3 separate regions of the Sus scrofa genome follow, and all the other regions are linked to region 1. The links are chromatin contacts, called in public Hi-C and HiChIP or PLAC-seq maps. All regions are on one chromosome and are shown on one strand. The core of a region is the stretch at or near the end of the contact, and the rest is flanking DNA. Distances in the headings are between cores, read along the strand shown.

Region 1 (4,869 bases), core at 1,144-3,643:
CTAGTGTTGGTATAGTGCTTAGTATGGGACAGGTGCTTTTCTAGCACTTTACATATATTAACCTATTTGACCCTAACAACCCTAAGAGAAAGGTGCTTTTATTGCTCCATTTCTTAGATGAGGAAACTGAGGCACATGGGTTAGGTTGCTTGCCCACGTAAGTACAGTCAGGATTTAAACCCAAGGAGCCCATGCAATGTGGGAATATAGCAAATATACGTGAACTATACTTCAATTAAAAAACTTAAAATTTTTTTTGTCTTTTTTAGGGCCACACCTGCGGCATGTGGAAGTCCCCAGACTAGGGGCCAAATCAGAGCTGTAGCTGCTGGCCTATGCTACAACCACAGCCATGTGAGATCCGAGCCTCATGTGAGATCTACACCACACGACAATGCCAAGATCTTAACCCACTGAGGTCAGGGACTGAACCCTCGTCCTCATGGATACTAGTTGGGTTTGTTACCACTGAGCCGCAATGGGAACTACCCCAATTTTTTTTTTAATGAAAAAAATGTTTTATATAAAAAATAATCCAAGGGAGTATCCTGTTCATAATCACACTGCCCGATCAGCCTACATTAGGGAACAGGAAAGTAAACCCTTTGGCTCTATTCTGTGGCCTCCTGTGTGAAGTGTGAGGAAGGGCAGAACACAATGAAAGATAAGGCTTCCCCTTACCGGTTCTCTGGACTCCTTGTCTCTCCGGGGCTCTCTCTGACCATGCGGGCCACTTCAGGGAAGCCTGCTTCTTCCGCCAGCTGAGCAGCATCCCTGCCACCCAGCTCGCAGACCCCCACCCAGGCCGCCCCACGGCCCAGGAGATAGCGCACAGCTGCCCCCTGGCCTGCTCGGGCAGCACACATCAGTGGGGTCCACCAGAAAGCATCTCGAGCGTTGATATTCCCTCCAGCTCCCCCTGCCTCATGGGGATCCAACAGCTTTTTCAGTTTTGCCAGGTCCCCCTCCTGGGCTGCCCTCAGTATCTGCTGGGTCATCTTGTCCTCTGCCTCAAGGGATCTCCTTTGTCCATCTTCTCCTGATGCTCCTGCTGTAGTCTCCCTCATCGTTCGTCTTTTCTTCCTCTTTCTAGCAGGCTCAGGCTGAGATCTCTGGGGCTCAGGGGTGCTGTCCTCGTCCCCAATCAAAGCTTCATAGAAAGCCCGGGCTGCAGCCCCATCCAGGGTGGGCTCCAGCTCTTCAGGGTGTGACTGCAGTTGCCCATCTTTCCAGAGATCACTGGGGTCAGTGGCTGGGGTAAAGTTAATGAGGGAGGACCCGGACATGGCTTTGGGGAGAGTTGGGAAAATGAGATTAGGCAGGGGGAAGCCAAGTCCCAGATGGTCCTGCAATGACCAGAATCACCTACAGACACCTGCTGGGATAAAAACAAGTATCCTTAGAATCAAAAATCCCCTCCCGGGAGTTCCCTTCGTGGCTCAGTGGTTAACAAACCTGATTAGATTCGATCCCTGGCCTCAGATCAGTGGGTTAAGGATCCGGCGTTGCTGTGAGCTGTGGTGTAGGTTGCAGACACGGCTGGATCCTGCGTTGCTGTGGCTGTGGTGTAGGCCAGCAGCTGTAGCTCCAATTCCATTTCTAGCCTGGGAGCCTCCATATGCCACCGGTGCAGCCCTAAAGACAAAAACAAACAAAAACCCTCCTACGCGGAAAGTGAACCCCGAGGACCACGGATTGTGTAAAAATAGGAAACCCTATGGTAACAGACCATGCCCCTTAGTAAAGGTTAACAAAGTAGACTCTGTAAGACAGTTGCCCAGAAGTCCTGTGCTCTGCCCCCACTCCATCCTCACCATCAATAATAACAGCCTTTCTCTGAAACTACTTTACAACTGCGCGGGACATACCATTAAGGAAAACAATCAGCCTGGCTCTTTAAATCTTCCTGGATCCTATTTCGGGGTATTCTTAAACAAAAACAGACTTGACATTTGTCCGGAAGCAGGAAGCCGATTCGCGGGGAGGTTCCACTCGTTGCTTTGCAGCTTCCGTACTGCAAAATGGCGCTACTCTAAGCAAAGGCGTCCACAGTCAAAGCCGCATGCGCAGCTGAATGGGGAGCGGGCGGGGGACAAACAAAAACAATACTGGAGCACGCAGGCGCGCTGCTCCGGGCTATTTCCCGCCCTGGAATCTTTCCAATAACACAAGCGCAAAACGCCACGTGCCCTGGTAGCGCGAGGATCGAGAAATATCTGTCGGTTGGGGTCCTGCTTTTACCTAACGCCCCCACAATGCTCTTCGCCTCCCTCAACGTGGCCCCCGCTCCAAGCTCATTTTCTGGACCTGGGAAACCACCCTCTGGGTTAAGAAAGGCCCTGAGGCGGAGAATGCCCAGAAGCCGTGAAATGAAATAGTCACGCAGCCCCTCACCATTAATCTGACCAGGGTTGGAAGGTCGCACTTAGCACCCGCAGCAGAAGGCCCTGTTCAAGCCTTAAAAGGAAATGGAGAAGTGCAAGGGGACGAGCAACAGAATGGCTGGCGCCACCTCAGGTTAGCGCACGGGACCTTCCCGATTCTCACACCTCTCAGCTCAGCCAGCACACCCTACCCAGGTCCCTCAGCGCGGAACCCGGCCTCACCTCCCACCTCAGGAGATCAAACCCTTGAGTGAAATATGGGCCCCGTTGAGGGTCTCCTTGGCAGGCTGACTCGGACAGGGGGGCTCCACAAGCGATAAGGGCCAGGCAGCTGGTCGGTGATGAGGTCAATGGTCTGGGTAGCAGGGCCGCACGCCTGAGGCTCGTTGTGTGAGAGGGAGCGGCAGTAAATGATCCAGCCTGTCTTGTTCCTTTCCCCGCCCCCTCTCAGCCCCACGGTGATAAGATCACTCGACTATATTTCCCAGGCTCCCTGGCCCAGAACACGGTACTGCGTTTCCGCTTCCGGTGGCGGCTCCCTACGCCCCGCCCCGGAGCGTTTCCCTCAGGGGCCTCGCGACACCAGGGTCGTGGGCGGGTCGTCCTGGGATTCGTAGTTCGCCCTTTCTCAGTTGCGCCAGTTTCTAGCTTCCGAGGACTCCATCTCCCGGCGTTCACCGCGGCGCACGATTTTAAGCGCTTGCGCGTTGCCCTCTTCCCCACCCTCCCCAGTTTCCACTCCCCCCGCCCCACTTCGCCTGCCGCGGTTGGATCCGCGGCCTGCGTTGTAGCCGTCGCCGCGGTTCCTTGGAAGCAGAAACTCCCCTCCCCTCCCCGCCCCCCCGGTCCCAGTCCCCGTCCAGCCGGTGAGTCTGAGGTCGTTGCCGCGCCGCGTCCCCTGTTCCTGGGCGCGGCACAAGGGGTCTCCGTGCCTTGATGTGGGGGTGGGGAAGGAAGTGACCAGGTCCGGGACCGAAGGAAGGAGGGGGTGGTCTGAAGGATGGAGGCGGGATAAGGAGACTCCCGTGAAAGGGACCTAACTGCCATCCCCAGACTTTGAGAAAAAGAGGAGCTTAGCTCTTGCCTGGAAAGAAACTTCGGAAACCTTGGGAATGGGGCCGGGGACAAACGGAGACTTGCGGGGGTAGGGAATCTGAGCCGCAGGCCCTGCTGGAGTTGACATAGAGGAGAGAGGGGCCTGGCCTTGGGGAGCGTTAGGGATGTGGATAGGACTAATGGGTCAAGACCTGCCGGTTACACACAAGTGTTGGGACCCCAGAGAATTTCCTGTCTCTGAAAAAAGGGGTTGAGGTGTGAATAGGAGGAGCTGGAGAGAACTGCTCCAGTCTAGGATCCTTTAAGAAAGGGTGGCCCTAAATTCTTCTGTGGTTGGAGGGCAAAGTGTGGGAAGAGGGAGGATATCAGAGGCAGGGAGGAGAGCTTAGGCTGACACTCTTCTTTTTCTAGCTGAAGTGAAGATGAGCAGCTCAGAGGAGGTGTCCTGGATTTCCTGGTTCTGTGGGCTCCGTGGCAATGAATTCTTCTGTGAAGTGAGTTCTTAACCTCCTTGTCCCTTTCCACATATAATCTGGCCAGGCATTCTCTCGCATAGTATATATTCAGTTTCTAGATACTTGTTTTACAGTCTTCCGTAAAAACCCTTTCACGTTAAGAAAGAGTCTCCTTAGTAATTCTCTCACTAACTCATACTGAAGGCAAGACTGGGCCTCAGGTTGACCCTGCCACCCTCCAGCAATGTAATGTTGGACTCATCAACCCATGTTTTTATTACCACAGTGCTACCGGTAGCACCTGTTTCTGGTAGCTATTAGGAGAATTAAGACACCTCACGTTAAAATGTTTTGTAACGTGCAGAGCTGTGTGTTAACATAAGGGATTGTGAGCGCCTTCAGAACCCAAGCTGTTCAGCCTCCACCTTCCTCAGCAAGCCAGCTGCCCCTAAGGAGAGGCCAAAACTGACTCTTAGAGATGGGAAGCAGGAATGGGGACAGGATTTTTTTTTTTTTTTTTTTTTTTGGAGGCGGGGGTTGAATCAAAGCTGCAGCTGCTGGCCTATGCCCCAGCCACAGCAACCTGGGGATCCAAGGATACTAGTCAGGTTCATTACCGCTCAGCCACGACAGGAACTCTTTTTGCAGGGGGAGGGCTGGAGGCGTCCCACAGCATACAGGAGTTCCTGGGCCAAAGATATTGAACCAGTGCCACAACTATAACAGTGCCAGATCCTTAACCAGGCAATTCTAGAACAAGGATCTTTTTTTTTTTTTTTTTTTTTTTTTTGTCTTTTCTAGGGCCACACCCGCGGCATATGGAGGTTCCCAGGCTAGGGGTCCAATCAGAGCCATAGCCACCGACCTGCACCACAGCCACAGTAACGGGAGATCCGAGCGGCGTCTGTGACCTACACCACAGCTCACGGCAACACCGGATCCTTAACCCACTGAGTGAGACCAGGGATTGAACC
Region 2 (4,869 bases), core at 898-3,397, 440 kb after region 1:
TCTGTGGCTTCAGCGGCACCTTTTTGTCTCCAGTTTCCTTTCAGCACACATGGCTTGGGTCCCTTGGTGCTGTATTCCTTCCTTGGCCAGTTCCTTCCCAGCCTGCAAAAAGCTCTCCTCCTACAGCTGATTGGTTTCTTCCTTTCTCCTGAACTCCCACATCTGCTGCTTATTCCCTCTGACTCCATCCCTTCTCCAACTCTCTTTTCCTGTTCCCTGTTCAAGTCCAAATATTTATCAAGCACTTACTAAACGCCAAGCACTGAGTTCTTCACCTCTCTTGTTCTCTCCAGGGCTCCATCTCACTCCACCTCACCCTGCAGCCCTCTTGTCTGATCTCTTTGCCCTTTGTCCCCACCACCCCCCACCACTATCTCCCAGCAGCCCAGCTCCCTCCACCACCACCTTCCCCCTTCCTGGCCTTTGGAGAGAAGGGATACTCTCAGGCCCTCTCCCTGCCCCTGTTCTTCCGTGTTCTTTAAACCTCAGTACTTTTTCTAGTTCTCTCCTTCCTATCAGTCTCCTTACTCCTCTAAGCTGAAACTACTCCTCCGCAACATAGAAAAGATGTACTCTTTTCTTCCAATGGAAACTGGGCATAGGGTTGCTTTGTGGAAAAGACTTGTGAGGAAGAATGCTGATTCCTTTGGGCCCAGCATGCCTCCTTAATTCTGTAGTCACATACCTAGCTCTCTCTCCTGCCTGTTGCCCTCTTTCCCATATTCCCATCGGCCCCTTATCGGGATCACTCCATCACTCTTCCCTTCTTGGTCTCTGCTTCTCCGCTCATAAACGTTTCCCCTAAACCTCTAAGCGCCTCCTAAACCCTTACCTCCCCTGCCTTAGGCGTCAACTAACATCTCACCTTGCCTCACTTGAGTCACGTGAGGCCTTTTACCGGGATGTTGTTGAGCAGCCCTTAGCCTGTGTCGGGCCTCAACCCTCTCAGACACCTTTGCCCTGCAAGCGTTTTACAAGCCCTGAGGAAGAGGATGTAAAGAATACTGGTGATGGGAAGACTGTTACCTAGTTCTGCTTCTTGGGCCACAGTGAGGACCACTGACTGTAGAAAAGGACCAAACTCGTACGAAAGGCCCAAGCTCTATAGCAGGTTGCCCAAGTCCCTGGGGGTACAGCTCAGAGGAAGACCCCAGGTCAGCTAGGCCAAGTACGTGAAGGAAGGGGCGGGCCTAACCCCATCCCGCCGCGGGTCGCCTAAAAAGGGGCGGGCCTTGCCTCTTCTGCACCCATTCACAAAGCCGAGGAGATTTTTGCTCTTAAGGCTTAAAACGGAGAGGAGGTCAACCCTGTTCTACTCTGTGTCACACTGAAAGGGGGATGGGCCTTCAGTTCTGCTGTGTAAATCACCTAAGGAGGGGCGGGCTGAGTCGTCCAGCCGAGGGAGATGGATTAACACCAGCGCCGCAGATCGATGCTCGCACCATCCAAACGTCGGGCTAATCCCAATTCTGCTCCCTTCTTCACTAAGAGTGAGGGGCGGACCCAAGTTCTGCTCTTTACGTCACCGAAGGAGGCCGGAGCCATTTTGAACCCTGCGACCCCAGTAATGGTCCTCTTTTCCGAGCTCTTCGCTGTCTTTTCCGATCTCGGCCAATCAGGGGCGAAAGGAACAACCCAATCAGCAGAGAGACAGAGAGAGAGAGAGAAAAAAAAAAAAACCACGATCGGAGGACCCGGATGAGGCCGAGCCGAGGCCTTTGAACTCCAAACCTCGCCAATTGTAGAGCAGTCACCATGGCGACAAGAGAGCGAGGTGAAGGGGTGGGATCAGAGAAGGCTCAACCCTCACAGGATTGGCCCTCCCCGCCCCTCCGCCGGCTGCGCACGCGCATTTTGCCTAGCCACCATTTTCCGTCTAGTTCTAGCCAATCAATTGCTTTGGAGCCTTACGCTCCAAAGTCCAATAGGAATCCCGACATTCTGTGAAGAAGGAAGTAAAGGAAAGAAAGGGCCTTCTAGTGGGCGAGGTCTACGTAGTCTGGAGCCAATTGCTTCTGGCCTTTGGTTATGACTGGCAGCTACTCAAACGAATAAAGCCCTCCCTGGCCGGCGACAGGACGTGTGGAGTTAATACCAATCCGGTGGCCGTGCTTACTGTCTGTGACTGTGTCAGCCAATAGACATTGTGCAAGGGCAGCACCGCGCAAACCTCTTTGCTCCCCTGCCCTTTGGACCAATCCTTTCTTTTGACCCTGTGGGATTGACAGGCATTCAGACCTATAGTAATTAGAAAACCCTGAGGCCTGCCCAAAGATCGTGGGCAGGAGGCGGTTTCTCGTTTGTTGGGGCGCTTGTACGTGTGTTTCGGGGGATTAAGGGGTACACGGGGGCGAAGCAGAACCGGCCATGGCAGCAGCGGAGGAGGAGGACGGGGGCCCCGAAGGGCCAAACCGCGAGCGGGGCGGGGCGGGCGCGACCTTCGAATGTAATATATGTCTGGAGACTGCTCGGGAAGCTGTGGTCAGCGTGTGTGGCCACCTGTACTGGTGAGAATCTGGGAAGGGGGCGAAAAAGAGTGGGTCTCACCTCTATAGTATGGAGGCTGGGGGTGAGAGGGGGCATATAGGCTTATAGATGATCAGAGGGCACATTCTCCTAGGTGAGGCCTCAGGAGGGTTCTTAGGTCTTTTTAGGTATGTGTGGGCGAGAGGGTCACATCTGTGCAGAGGAGACCTGTGGAAAGGAGTCATAGAAACTAGGAGCTGGGGCGTACGGTGTGTTAAGAGGAAAGGGGGCACAGGGGGTGGGCGCTGCACAGCGGTGCAGATGAGACCCGAGCCACCTTACCCCAGGGAGGTTGGGAACAGATTAGACTCAAAGGTCAGGGGAGATAGGCATCAGGTGAGTAAAGGGAGATCTGGGGAACGTGGGATCACATTCCGGTGAGATATGGGAAGGGGCAGGATGACAAACCTGGGGACAGGGGTGCTGTAGAGGAGCAGTCCCCAGAGGTTAAGGAATTATGGAAAGAGGGCCCTTTATTGGACATGGGAGAGAAGAAAAGGAGTAGCAAAAGAAGATACTGGTAAAGGGGGTTTGGTTTGGGATTAATGGGGGCATAGATGGGGCTGGGGCTGAAAGGAGATCTGGAAAAGGATGGTCAAGAGAACTGGAAATTAAGTTGAAAGGTTGAGAAGAGAGGGGGAGAGGAGCGGGTTGAGCATGTTGAGGGTGGACGTAGCTCTAGGTATTGGAAAGTCAGAGAAGCAGGGAGGCCAGTTTGGCTGGCATAGTAGAGGTTGTGGAAAATATGGCAGGAAACAGCAGGTAACACCTGGGAACGGGTGGCGAGTTAGGACCCTGAGTTTGAGTCTGTGTCTTTTGTGTAGCTGGTCTGACCTTTTTCTTTCCCCCTTTCCAGTTGGCCCTGTCTTCATCAGGTGCGTACTCAGAGGAGATGAAGAGGGAGATGGGGAGGTCTGAGGAGCTGGAAGACGCTTCTGTGTACTGGAAACCACTACATTTTTTTCCCCCAGTGGCTGGAGACACGGCCAGAGCGGCAAGAGTGCCCAGTGTGTAAAGCTGGGATCAGCAGAGAAAAGGTTGTCCCCCTCTATGGGCGAGGGAGCCAGAAGCCCCAGGATCCCAGGTGAGAGAGGGGAGGTAGTGCTGAGGGAAGGGAAGAGGAGGGAGTATTATTCCCTGTTGATCATCCCTCTCCTCTTCCTCAGATTGAAAACTCCACCCCGCCCGCAGGGCCAGCGACCGGCGCCTGAGAGCAGAGGGGTGAGTCTTGTGTGATTGCCTTCCTTCCTTGCCAAAGACTTGCCCAGCTCCCCACTGACGTTCTTCACCTCCCTAGGGATTCCAGCCATTTGGCGACACTGGGGGCTTTCACTTCTCGTTTGGTGTTGGTGCTTTTCCCTTTGGCTTTTTCACCACCGTCTTCAATACCCACGAGCCATTTCGTCGGGGGACAGGTAAGAGCCTTCCCTCAGCTGCTCCTGGCGAGCCCTCCGACCCCCGCAGCCCTGCCTCCCTCCTGGCCTCCCAGTGGCCGCTGCGTCCACAGCTTTCTTCTCTCCCACAGGTGTGGATCTGGGACAGGGTCACCCGGCCTCCAGCTGGCAGGACTCCCTCTTCTTGTTTCTCGCCATCTTCTTCTTTTTCTGGCTGCTCAGTATTTGAGCTGTGTCTCCCTCCTGCCCACCTCCAGCCAGAGGAGAATCAGTATTGGGGGTCCCTGCTGACCCTTCCTTACTCCCGGATCCTCGCTGCCCCCCCACACACCCTCCATTTCTGTCGCCTAAGGCCAACCCTGGCCACTCTCTGGGAGGGTGTGGGGAGGAGGGGCAACATCTGCAGGATGGGAGAACCTTTGCTCTGGACGGACGGCTCCCTCGAGAGCAACGTAACTCCCAGCTCAGGGAGGGGGAGGACCGAAGAGGAGGCCCGGCCCTCCTCCCTCCCAATGCTTTGCTTCCCCCACACTTCTTGATTTGATGCTGACAGGTGGGCAAGGCTCCCTCTGATGCTCCCCCCACGTTCCCCTTGTTGATTTAATTTAATTTTTCCCTCCCCAGTGTCTAATGTGGGCTCCGAGTCTTCAGTGCTTCCTTCCCCTTACTACCTCCTTTCTTACAAATTCAATAAATAAGGTGAGATGTATTCATGGGATCTCCGCCCACCTCTGTCCGTCCCTGTCCCTCCTTCTTTCCACAACAGGGAGCATCTTCTCCCTGGTGTGAGTGGGTGTTGGTGTGGTGGGGGGGAGGGTGTCTCACACACACACACACAAACACAAGCAAATGGGGCAAGATGTGTCAGGTGTTTACTCATGATGGCTTGTGGGGGGCTCTGGTTGTGGAGGAGAGCTTGGGGAGGCGGGGTGGAGATTATACAGGGGTG
Region 3 (4,869 bases), core at 812-3,311, 380 kb before region 1:
CTGGCATAGGCTGGCAGCTATAGCTCTGATTCGACCCCTAGCCTGGGAACCTCCATATGCCGCGAGAGCGTCCCACGAAATAGCAAAAAGACAAAAAAAAATAAAAATAAAAAAATAAAAATAAATAAATAAGATGTGAAAAAAAAACAATGAAGTTGAGAAGTTGAGAGTTTCTTTATTTGGTTACATGGCACTTGTATTTTTTTTGCCTGTTATTAAACTTAATATTTCTATTGTGTTCTTTTTCTTACTGCTTTGTATTTTATCTATTTTACCAAACATTTCTTCCCAGACTGTAATTTGTTCAATCTTACTTAACATTTTGCCATAAAGAAGGTTTGTCAGTTTTGTGCCATTCTTTTGAGGATTTTACGGAACAACAAAACAAGCATGGGTAGGCTACAAAATATAAAGAAATCTTAGTTCTTACCGTTTTCATTCCTGGTAACTTGCAAATGTACCTCAAATCCCAGTTTAGGCAGTTTCTGGCTGTCTGATCATGGACAAATTTCTTAATCTCATTGAGTTTCTGTCCTCTAGTCTGGAAAGTGGGAATAATAAAACTTGTCTTAAAGGAATTTGGGGAAACTTACAGATCTGGCTCTGGCTTAAGACGTTCCCTTCCCTTAACAAGCAGTAGTTTAATATATCAAATCAGACCAAACAATTGTTTGTTTTTTTAAACTGCATTTATTAGGATCTTCTAACAGGGGGCGGGGGGGGGCGGGGAGGTGGATGGAAGCATGGAGGACGTGACAATTAAGATTTACTGAGTATTTACTTGCCAAGGAAGGCACACCGGATGGAGTTAACTCCTAATTCGAGAAAATGCTCTGGAAAGTGCATTATTCCAGTTTTACGAGGAGCAACTGAGCTCAAGGAACCCAGGTTTCTGCATCTCTGAACCTGAGCTCCTCACCACCCAGTGGTTTCCGCACCTCGGATAGGAAGACCTCGGGGAACTTCTATTCTCAGGGTCCCCACATGATCTCGGGTTGGTTAGACTCGCCGTTAGCCGAGTGGGTGGAGAGCGATGCGGAACGAACAGCCAGACCTCCGGAGCCTCCGGCTCTCTTACGTAAAAGCCAGCCTCTCTCCGCTTGGCTCCCCGCAGTGCCTTTTGGGAGTTGTAGTCGGACGCGCTTCAGCTGGCTCCCGGGCTGGGAAGGACAAGACTCCAATTCCCAGCATGCCCTGTGGCGAGCGAGTGCAGCGCCGGTTCTTCTCCTCCCTACCTCTCCACTCCTCTTCTGAATCCTCCACTCTGGACTTGCGTGGGTGAAATCCTTCGTCCCCCTCCCCATATTTTTCGCTCACTTTCCGCCATTCTTTCCCCTATTCCTGAGAGCTAATGCGAGACACTGGCTCCGATTAAGCGACGGCTTAAGACTCGGAGTGCACGAGGAGGGGGTCGACACTGAGTGGTAAGGGGGCTGGGAGAGAAGGGGTGGCGGGAGGTATAAGAAGGAGAGAGTTGATGAGAGACGAGCATTGGGAAGAAAGTAGGGGACGAGTTAGGAGGAGATCATACGGTGTGAGTCAGGGTGAATGGAGTGAAGTAGTCTTAGGGACGGGAAGAGGAAAGAGGTGGAATTAGATTTATGAGACTTGGAGGGGAAAGGTAATTATTGCCGTTCCCAGCACGAGGAGTGGGGTCAAGAAATAGATGGAGAGAATGGGCAGATTGAAGTTTATAGGCTGATCAGACCAGGAGAGGTCGAGGGGAGAGAGAACTGGGCTCAGAAAACTTTCTTTGCCTAGGGTGTAGATAAGTCACTGAAATACAAAATATTTTTGCAAATATGGAACAGCTGACAATTCTTTCACTTAGAAATTGGAGAAGACTTGAGTTGAGATCAGGAGTGCAGTGAGGAGGGAGGAAAGAAGAGGAGGGTGGTCAGGTTTGGGAGAAACAAGAGGAGATGAGTGACGTGAAAAAGGAAACTGTAGAAAAGATGAATTTTTGCAGGGGCCAGTGGATCTGGAATTGGAATGAGAACGGTGAGGGGGTGACACTGGCATGGATTTCGGAGGTCCACTAACACTTGCATCTCTCAGGTGATGGAGAGCACCCCTTCAAGGGGTGGACTGAATCGAGTACACCTACAATGCAGGAATCTGCAGGAATTCTTAGGGGGCCTGAGCCCTGTTGTATTGGACCGATTGTATGGGCACCCTGCCACCTGTTTGGCTGTCTTCAGGTGAGGACCCCGTTCATGGCAGGGACCATAGTAGGGAAATGTAATGAGGCCTGCAGACTGCAATAAGTTATCATGGGTAGAAGCTTAGCTCTGGGGGGCTTGGAGACTAAAATGTGTCAGGCCCAAACAGATGGAGATGTGGGGGCAGGAAGACTGGTAAAAGGGCCAGGGGTGAGATGAGATGTTTGAGAGGCATTTGAGGGCAGGGATGCAGATCTGAGGCAGTTTCTGATATTAACGTTTTCCCTCTGCCCCCTTATAGGGAGCTCCCATCTTTAGCTAAGAACTGGGTGATGCGGATGCTCTTTCTGGAGCAGCCTCTGCCACAAGCTGCCGTAGCCTTGTGGGTGAAGAAGGAATTCAGCAAGTGAGTCTCTGCTGCACTTTCAGCCAGATACAAATTTCTCAACAGCCAGGTTTCCCAAACTGCTGGAGTATATTCAAGGGAACACCACTAAACTTGTAATTAAACAAGTTTGGGAAACTACGCATACTCCATTTTGCCTCTTGGAGAGTTGTGATGTCTATAACAAGGTTCTGGTAGGTGCTGCAGTAAAGAAATTTGCCTTAAGAAGATACCAATTTCACTCTGTGAAACAGTGTTCCAAGGACCACCAGTTCAGAAAAGGCAGAAATGGTGGTCTTTATGGGCTTCCTTCCTTTTGTTCTCTGGACACTCCCCTCACCTCTCCTCTTCTGTTCCAGAGCCCAGGAGGAAAGCACGGGGCTGCTGAGCGGCCTCCGTATCTGGCACACCCAGCTGCTCCCTGGTGGCCTCCAGGGCCTCATCCTCAACCCCATCTTCCGCCAAAACCTCCGCATTGCCCTTCTGGGTGGGTATGTCACTTCCATCTTTTCCTAGGCCAGGCAGGGGAACTAGTGATTAAACTGCTCATTAAACTACTTATTAAGAGGCCCTGGGGGACCTCTCTGGAACCTTGTGGGCTCCACCTTTGGGAGCTCCTTTAGGAATAAGTTGGACCAGACTTTGCTACGTGGTATAGGATATGTCTCCCACTCGTGGCCCCTGGAGATGAGGGTAGAAAGAGGGAAGGGGGGTGGTGGGCAGGGAACACAGGCAGGGTTCCTTACTCTCGGCCGTACTGGCATAGGGGCAAGGCCTGGTCTGATGACACAAGTCAGCTGGGACCAGACAAGCATGCCCGGGATGTGCCCTCGCTTGACAAGTATGCTGAGGAGCGATGGGAGGTAAGGACTTGGGACTCTGTGTGTGTCTGCTTGTGCTCCCATCCCAGGGCCCTTAGAGGCATCTGTCTCTCTGGTCTCTTCTGTTCCTCAGGTGGTCCTGCACTTCATGGTGGGCTCCCCCAGTGCAGCCGTCAGCCAGGACTTGGCTCAGCTCCTCAGCCAGGCTGGGCTCATGAAGAGGTGAGGAAGACAGAGGTACAACAGCTCTGTTTTGCCGTCTCCTCGAGTCCCTGCTAACCTGAGTGTTTGGGTCGGATCAGGATTGGAGGGGGTTGGCTGCAAAAGGAGAGCTGCGTAGAGCATGGCCAGAGATAAACCAAGAAAAATGTGAGCGGACAAGTGGAATGGTGGCCTTTCTCAGCAAACCTCTGCCATGGTCCCTTTCTGTAGTGCTGAACCTGGAGAGCCGCCTTGCATTACCTCTGCGGGCTTCCAATTCCTGTTGTTGGACACCCCGGCCCAGCTCTGGTACTTTATGTTGCAGTACCTGCAGACAGCCCAGGTGAGGAGGTCGGGGGCTGCCTGCTGGCATGCTCTGCTTTTCCCAGGACCCACTGAGGGCCTGCTGCCTGTAGACTCTGTTCCCCGGTTTTCTCTCATTTCCTCCCCACATCTGCCCGTTCCTCCTTAGAGTCGGGGCATGGACCTAGTGGAGATTCTCTCCTTCCTCTTCCAGCTCAGCTTCTCTACTCTGGGCAAGGTAAGCAGGGGGCTGGAGCTAGTAGAGGCTTGGGTGGGCAAGATGAAGGGTAGAGAGATGGAAAAGGAAATGAGGTTAGGGGTCAATAGAGTGAAAGAGAAGAATGAACAAAGAGGAGTTCCCGTCGTGGCTCAGCGGTTAACAACCCAATTAGCATCCATGAGGACGCAGGTTCAATCCCTGACCTCGCTCAGTGGGTTAAGGATCCCGTGTTGCTGTGAGCTGTGGTGTAGGTTGCAGACGCGGCTCGGATGCCGCGTTGCTGTGGCTATGGTGTAGGCCAGCAGCTGCAGCTCTGATTGGACCCCTAGCCTGGGAACCTACATATGCCACCCGTGCGACCCTAGAAAGACAAAAAGACAAAAGCAAAAAACAAAAAAACGAAGAACACCAGGGATGGGAAAAGTGGGAAGGAGCATATGGGGTTGGGGAAGGGAGAATGGGCTGGGTTTTGGACCCCAGCCGGCTACCTCTCTTCCCCAGGATTACTCTGTGGAAGGTATGAGTGATTCTCTGTTGAACTTCCTGCAACATCTCCGTGAGTTGGGCCTTGTTTTCCAGAGGAAGGTATGAGCGCCCAGATACATGGCTTTTAGGGAAGAGGCAGGGTGGTATGTTGCCTTGGCCTTTCAAAAGGAACAGGGGTCTCCGAAGGCAGAAGCAGGGGACAGTTGCCAGGACAGAATACTGGGGTCCCTCGGGGGAGGGGGAGAGATGTTGGGAGCTGAAGTTCTGTGCATTGGGAGGGATCTGATGTAT

What was found. Hi-C and Micro-C count contacts between places; a contact is called where the count stands out from the background. HiChIP or PLAC-seq counts read pairs in DNA pulled down with a chosen protein or histone mark.
Region 2: a Hi-C map of liver shows a contact between it and region 1, with 4 times the contacts expected there. The contact joins the promoter of RNF5 here to the promoter of GPANK1 in region 1. A contact is called at or near these places in 1 of 5 promoter capture datasets (fetal liver), 2 of 47 Hi-C or Micro-C datasets (liver and skeletal muscle) and 2 of 2 datasets of contacts at active chromatin or transcription factors (alveolar macrophages and skeletal muscle).
Region 3: an H3K27ac HiChIP or PLAC-seq map of alveolar macrophages shows a contact between it and region 1. The contact joins the promoter of GTF2H4 here to the promoter of GPANK1 in region 1. A contact is called at or near these places in 1 of 47 Hi-C or Micro-C datasets (liver) and 1 of 2 datasets of contacts at active chromatin or transcription factors (alveolar macrophages).

What each region holds. Positions count from the first base shown.
Region 1 is chr7:23,777,953-23,782,821 of Sscrofa11.1, forward strand. It overlaps GPANK1 (G-patch domain and ankyrin repeats 1), which reads right to left and starts at 2,394. Exons shown (of 3, transcript NM_001145383.1): 1 at 1,869-2,394; 2 at 682-1,375. The coding sequence starts at 1,286. CSNK2B (casein kinase 2 beta) reads left to right here and starts at 3,242. Exons shown (of 7, transcript NM_001145377.2): 1 at 3,242-3,250; 2 at 3,852-3,934. The coding sequence starts at 3,863.
Region 2 is chr7:24,213,346-24,218,214 of Sscrofa11.1, forward strand. It overlaps RNF5 (ring finger protein 5), which reads left to right and starts at 2,148. Exons shown (of 6, transcript NM_001123224.1): 1 at 2,148-2,507; 2 at 3,383-3,401; 3 at 3,498-3,610; 4 at 3,693-3,747; 5 at 3,824-3,941; 6 at 4,052-4,638. The coding sequence starts at 2,368. The coding sequence ends at 4,149. AGER (advanced glycosylation end-product specific receptor) reads right to left here. Exons shown (of 11, transcript NM_001123218.1): 11 at 4,775-4,869.
Region 3 is chr7:23,397,244-23,402,112 of Sscrofa11.1, forward strand. It overlaps GTF2H4 (general transcription factor IIH subunit 4), which reads left to right and starts at 2,062. Exons shown (of 13, transcript NM_001123120.1): 1 at 2,062-2,201; 2 at 2,464-2,568; 3 at 2,907-3,038; 4 at 3,314-3,410; 5 at 3,502-3,590; 6 at 3,801-3,912; 7 at 4,042-4,110; 8 at 4,594-4,677. The coding sequence starts at 2,062.